2 separate regions of the Mus musculus genome follow, and region 2 is linked to region 1. A link is a contact called in public promoter capture Hi-C data. All regions are on one chromosome and are shown on one strand. Each heading gives the region's core, a stretch centred on a gene start, on an enhancer-like site or on the middle of the called end of the contact. The rest is flanking DNA. Distances are from core to core; before and after follow the strand shown. Region 1 holds the start of A430105J06Rik (a long non-coding RNA gene). Region 2 holds the start of A130010J15Rik (RIKEN cDNA A130010J15 gene).

Region 1 (3,321 bases), core at 319-2,818:
TCTTTTCTTATATTTTTATTTTTTTCGAGACAGGATTTCTCTGTGTAGCCCTGGCTGTCCTGGAACTCACTCTGTAGACCAGGCTGGCCTTCAACTCAGAAATCTGCCTGCCTCTGCCTCCCCAGTGCTGGGATTAAAGGTGTGCACCACCACGCCCAGCTTTTCTTTTTCTTTTAAGACAAATCTGGAGTACTAAAAACCAATATATAAAGAATGAAAACCTACTGGTTCGCTATAGACGGCTGCTGGGACGTATTTCAGGAGACCAGATCCTTTAATAACACTGGTGGGCTTTGGGGTGGGGGCTGGAATATGGTGGGGAATCCAAGAGCAAGTCACAAAACCAAGGGGATTCCTTACATTTGTAGTCCTTCGAAGGAAGGGTGGAGTCTGAGTTTAGCAGATTAGTGAAGGAACTAGGTAGGATTTAAAGGTTTAATTTAGGAGGGTAATCCTATTGTCGCCCTCACCCCCAAACCCCACCTTGGGACTAACTGCAAGGCTGCTTTAGTTTAGGGCAGGTGCTAGGGAGGATTTAGGACATGGCTCATTCCACCGCCCCTTACCCGGGCAGCCTCTCAGATCTATCAAAATCCAGAAACGTCCATTCAAAAACACCGTGCTTGGTCCTTAGGGGAAAAACAACAACAACAACAACAACAACAACAACAGAACAATAGCCAACAACAACAACAACAACAACAACAACAGAACAAAAGCCAAACCAGCACAAGAACATGTTAAGAGTTGAGCTTGCTTTCTGATTCCGTAGCTGTTCCCTTGTTATCCATTCCTTCTCGGAGAGTCTCGATTCAGTGGGTTCGGAATGCGGTTTCTAACTCGGAACCCAGCTTCTGGGGGAGGGAAAGGAGAGCAGTCAGCAGCAGCCGCCCAGAAGGGGCCGGGGTGAGGCCAGGAACCGACTCTGCCGGAGAAAACCGGTAGGTCGTGTCCTCTCTCCGTCCCTACCCGAGGCTCCCACAGCGGAACTTCAGGCGGGACAACTGTTCCGGAACTAGAGGAGGAAGTTCCGTGTGTTGCAACACGACGGAATTATCAGGTGGCACTTCCGGCGAGCCAAGATGGCTGCGGCCGTTCAGGACTCACGTGTGAGCCCAGGGGAGATACTGAAGCGTTCTCCGAAGAAGAAGAAAAAGATGAAGATGGTAGCCAAGGCTGCAGCGTCGAAGCTAGAAGATGAGGTCAAAGACTCTTCTGATGGAGAAGGTAATGTGGCCTGGCGGAGCTTCGGCGGCTGAGCTTCCTTCCCATGGCTAGGGTTGCGTTTCCTTGCCGTTGAGTGTGTGGGGCGAGTGAGGTTGGGCGAGGAGCCCTGCTGTTCCGAGGCTCCTCGCTGTCACGGTTAATTTTGTGTTTCCACTCAGTCAGCTGTTACTGAGATGGGCGAAACTGCCGGTGCCAATCAGAAACTTAACAGTAAAGGAAGAGATAATGACAGGCAGTACACAAATTAAGAGCAGAGCAAAAGATGGGCAGGCGATAACCCCAGGCCTTTTGCAGGTCCTGTACCCGCTTAGAAGTGGAGTAAAAACACGGTTAGTTGTCGCAGATCAAAACATAGGCTAAGTGTTTGGGCACAGAAGAACCAAAGCTGGTATTGAGAACCTTGCAAAATGTTCGCATCTTTGGGAGGATTTGACTCTTTTTACTTACAGCCAGTCAGTTTGTTAGCAGATCATAGAAACGGCTGTAAGAGCAATGTTGCGAGCTTCTATTTGGAACCCCTAGCAAAGTGAAAGGAAGGGTCGCGATTGAAATAATGGGTGGGATAGGCTCAGGGAGCCAGCAGCAAGAGGCCACAAGAGAGAAGAAATACTGTTACTGTGCAGGGGGGATTGTGAGCCTTTGGGAGTTAGAAAAGAGAGAGTTAAAGAAATGGTAAAGGAGAGATACTGAAGTAACGTTTGATACAGTTTCAGAATGAAAGGTAGGTGAGTCTCCGGAGGTCTCCCCATTGTGTGGCTGGGGTTGGCTGCTACTTTTAAACATACTTCTTGGCAGGAGCTTCTTAGGAAGCTCAGGCATTTGGCTCCCACACTCCTTTACTGCTTCGGTGTGGCTAATGCTTTCAGTTAACCGCGAATGTGGCTTCAGTTACTACGGGAAGCCACTAGTTCATGAGTAACATTCAGAATTTTTAACTTGCTTTTAACTTGCATGATAGGTCTGGTCACTTGCTGCTCTGCTGTTTTCTGTTCATGTTGGCTGCTCATTCTGGAGGTCTCTGCCTTTTGCCTGCAGTATTCCTGAAACACCTGTATGTCACCTACATTTTCATTGACTTCAGTCTCTGGTCCAGTACTTGTCAAAGAGATTTTCCCTTATTTTTCTAATGCAGCCTTTTCTGTCACTCTCACTTGAGGCTTGATGCTTTGCTTTCTTTAGACGCTTTTATTATTATTATTACTTTATTTATTTTTAAGTTGTATGTATGTGCGCTGGGCGTGAGAGGAGATTGAATGGCTGCTGAGGAAGAAACTGTTCCTGTGGAAGAGCAATGCATGCACATGTTCTCCAGCCCCACTCTGCTCACTTTAAAAGCACCACGTTTTAAATCTTGTGAAGCGTTTGTGCTGTTTGAAAGTTCCCTAAGTGTGCAGACACTTGAACCTCAGTTCCTAGATCAACAACTGTCACTCAGGGGTCCATAAGTTAACGAATGAGTGCACTTGGACTTCAAGACCAAGAAGCAGCTGACTAAGCTTTTGAGGTCCTCAGCCCTCACCAGAGGGGTTAAAAAAACAACCTGTTGGGCAGGAATTAGAAGCTCTGGTCCTGGTGGTGTTTTTACTGCATTGGTTTATTTGCTGTGTACCCACATGTGGAGGTCTGAGGACTTATAGGAGTTTGGCAGCAGGTGCCATTACCTGCTCAGCCATTTTATCTCCTATGGTACAGTTTTGAATTGAATAATTGTAAGCATTACTGTCTAAGAAAAAAAAAACACTATTACATTTAAGTAAGACATCAACACTGCTTTCGGATTTGGGTGGAAATTGGATTTCTTTTCTCAATATTAGATAATTGCGAGGGAAAATGTTCTTTTCAGCACAAATACTGACTAGGTGTCTAAAGTTTTCTTCAGCTTTAGATCATATGTTAAGGAGGCTTTTGAATAATATAGAAACATATAATGAATATAATGAAAACATATAATATAGAAACATCCAATGAATGTTTGCACTCTATTATGTTACAGTAACCCTCTAGGCAGTGACTTAGAGTTACAGTTACAAGAGGATGTGAACACAAGAAATGGTCAGGATGGAGTGTGTCTGGGTGAGGGCATGTGCGGGAAGT
Region 2 (3,321 bases), core at 338-2,837, 6.4 Mb before region 1:
ATTGATACCTTCTCAACGGACAGAGTTAACTCAGAGGGCCACAGCAGGAAGTGTGACCACCTCAGAGGAGATGCTGAGGTCAGCAAAGGCATTCTGAGCCCTAAATCGGGTTCTGAGTTCCTTCTCCCAGGCACTTAGAAAGTTTTTCAGGGCTGGGAACAAACTCTCTGGAACACTAAAGGAGTACAGCAGAATTGATGGTTGACCAGGCAGCCACGAAATCCGGGCAGTAAACACCCGCAGGGGAGTCATGGTTAAGCAGTTGTCATCTTCACGGTTCAGGTCAAATGTGTAAGAGACTGGATATCCCAGGAGTATCCCAAATACAGTGCAGAGATTCCAGTCTGAGGAATGTAGCCTGGTGTAGGAGACTCCCTGAGACACATCTTTCTTAAGTCCTCGAAAACGTGTGATGACGTCAGCTATGAGAGATTTCAAGTCCGGGAGCTGGTCCACCGACCGGACAGAAGGATGAGGTTGGGAGCGGGAAACGTCCACGAAAGCTACAGTACCAAGCAGTGTCTGTTCCAAATGCTGACAGGCATACTCAGGACTGACAATAAAGTTATTCTCTCCAATCTCAAGAATGTGAAGTCCTGGCTCCAGGAAGCCCAGCCCCTGTAGTTCCTCCAGATAACTTTGGAGCGCCAATACTCCTGCAGAGTTGCAATCATAGAGTACAGCTGGCTTCAGCCCGCGGGCCACAGCCAGCACCTCTCCTGCCAGGTGAAGGCAGGTAGCTCGAGGTGGGCATTTTCTCTTGCCCATGCCCAGAGTCTGCTGAGCAGCTGCCACCAGCAGCTGAGGGCTTGGTGTTGACATAAGATCTGGAAGTTACATGACATATGGCCTCCTTAGCTAGCCACAGTTCCTTTCCCTGGGCCACACACAGTTCAGCTCCCAGCACTTGAGAAAGATCCTAGAAACAATATGGTAGGGGGAAATCGTTAATACTGTCAAGATGGGGTCACCAATGCTGCACCCCATTTCTCTGGCAGACTTAAGTTTACGAAATCGTCCTTCTAGTCACATTTACATTGTCTCTGGCTTCGATTCTAACTTTTACCTGGTGCAATTTATGCTCTGGGATTCAAACCTTACAGCAAAAGTTACCACTTCTCCCAAAACTGTCCAACTGGGACAGAACTCTGGGCTCTAAACTTCAGCGCCTGTAAGCTCTCCATTGCCAGCTCCTCAGACAGATCTCCACAGAGCGCTCACAGCAGCCTGATCAAACCAGCATAAGCTACAACGCGGAGTAATCACCGCCTCACCCTGCGACACTCAGGTAAGAGAAGCCGCTAGAACTGGGGCACGAGCCAGTTTAACACTTGCTGGACCCTCTTCCCTTCTAGGAAGGCACGCTCCCACCGCCACACCTACCCACACGTGCCTACGCGGTGGTAGACTAGTTACAAAAGGAAGCGCTCTGCCTCAAGACACTCGGCTAGCATTTCCGCCGCAGGTTCGGGGGCGCAGGAAGCCCTTCCGCCTGCCCGCCAGCGGCGTAGTGCCCTCCCACGCCCCACACTCGGTACTGTGAAAACCCGACAGTGTGTGCAGAAGCCCAGGGAAAGACAGCCTGACGTGCATGCGCACTGGCTTACTCCGCCTTTCCGTGACGTCATTTGAAAAGCAAACGCAAGCCAGAACCTTTGAAGAGGCTGCGGACGGAGTGGGAGGTAAAGCCACCTTAGACCCGCCCCTTCCGGTAGAGCCCCTGCGGGCGGGCCTTGCGAGGCGGAAGTGGAAGTGGGGGAGAAGCCGCTGGGACCGCCAGTTGTCAGTCCGCGGAATAAGGGACACCTCTCCTGTGGGCAATGCTGTAAAGCTTTATTTTGTATTATTATTTTTTTAATGTACCTAAATTCTGAACTTGACAGGTATGCCAAGGCCATGCATATTCACTCCTTTTTTAAAAATCGCCTTATTGTGTGGGCGTGCACAATGGCGCCCTGTCAGCTCTCGCTTCCACCTTGTAAGAGGGTCCGAGGTACTGAACTCAGGAAGCCAGCCTGCTGAGCAAGTGCCATTAACTGCTGAGCCAGTACTGTTGTACTATGTGTTGCAGGGGCTGGCCCGGAACGGGACTTCTCGTTCTCTGGTTTATGCCGCGTTGGGGATTGAGCTCTGGAATTCACGCGTGCCAAACACTACTAACTGTATGTCTGCAGCCTGAGTATTCACTCTCAGTGTGCCGAGGTACTGCATTGTACCTTCTTCATGGAGCTCAAAGCCCGAGAGTCCAGTTTGCTGATCATCTTATTTTAAAAGATTGATTTTTATTTCCATTCATAAGTTTGTGCAGGTGCCCAGGAAGCCAGAAAAGGGAGTAGGGTCACCTGGAGCTGAATAAGTTAAAAATATTGTGAGCTGCCTAACACGGGCTTTGGGAACGGAATTCAAATCTTTGGGAGAAAAAGCAGGTCTCATCTCTACAGCCACACTGTTGTGGTGGGGATTTGTTTGTTGAGACAATGTCTTGCTATGTATTCCTCAAACATGACAATCCTCCTGCCTCAGCCTCGGAAGTTCTGAGGTTAGAGTCTACCCTAATTGAATGATACCTCAAGGAGTTATCTATACCTCAAGGAGGATGGGCAAAACTAAGGAGGGGAACACCATCTAGGAAGCCAAAGGTGAGTTAACATCCTTACTGGCCGCTTCAAGGCCACCCATGCCCCTGACCATAACCTCTGACCCACTGCTTTGTAAGTAAACCTAATGGACTCCTTGGTACCCCAGATTGAACTTCGGTGGAACTGTACCCTCATCTGCCATTAGGACCTTAGAAAGTGCCTTGTTCCTTTCTCCAGAGAAGTCTTACAGCAGATAGGAAGGTCAAATGTTGACATAAGGAATTTGCCTATATCTTCTGTGAAGGAAATCTTAAGAAAACTCTAGCCTGGACAAATGGCCCCAAGTTATGGGCAGCAAAATGGAGACCCAGACTGGAGGTTTTACAGTGGTGCTATGCTGGTACCTTCATACCAAAAAGGACCAGCAGTGTGTTAAAGACAGACAGACAGTATGTAAGGAGGATCAGTTTGTAGGGCCTGCCAGTCTAACTTAGGTTCTCAGCTCAGGGGGAGTCAGTACTAAAAATTGATAGAACCAGTACTCTAGCTTTATATTTTTTTCTTCCCAAGTTTATTTTACGTTCTCATGATAGTTAGCAATAAATCTCCAAATTGAAAGACGTAGGTCATTTATTACAGCACAAATATCTTAGAACACACTGTATCAGACACTGCTAAAGACCTGGCAATAAATCTAAGACAAACAGTTTTGACTTTCCAAGTTGGCAGTCAGTCAAGCAGA

The links. Promoter capture Hi-C pulls out the DNA fragments that hold promoters and counts their contacts.
Region 2: a contact with region 1 is called in a promoter capture Hi-C map of pre-B cells, with 5 times the contacts expected there. The contact joins the promoter of A130010J15Rik here to the promoter of A430105J06Rik in region 1.

The regions. Positions count from the first base shown.
Region 1 is chr1:186,747,070-186,750,390 of GRCm38.p6, reverse strand. It overlaps A430105J06Rik (a long non-coding RNA gene), which reads right to left and starts at 1,568. Exons shown (of 2, transcript XR_003948551.1): 1 at 567-1,568. It overlaps Rrp15 (ribosomal RNA processing 15 homolog (S. cerevisiae)), which reads left to right and starts at 1,033. Exons shown (of 5, transcript NM_026041.2): 1 at 1,033-1,227. The coding sequence starts at 1,083.
Region 2 is chr1:193,171,843-193,175,163 of GRCm38.p6, reverse strand. A130010J15Rik (RIKEN cDNA A130010J15 gene) reads right to left here and starts at 1,587. Exons shown (of 2, transcript NM_181048.3): 1 at 1,384-1,587; 2 at 1-919. The coding sequence starts at 822. The coding sequence ends at 31. Irf6 (interferon regulatory factor 6) reads right to left here. Exons shown (of 8, transcript NM_016851.2): 8 at 3,128-3,321.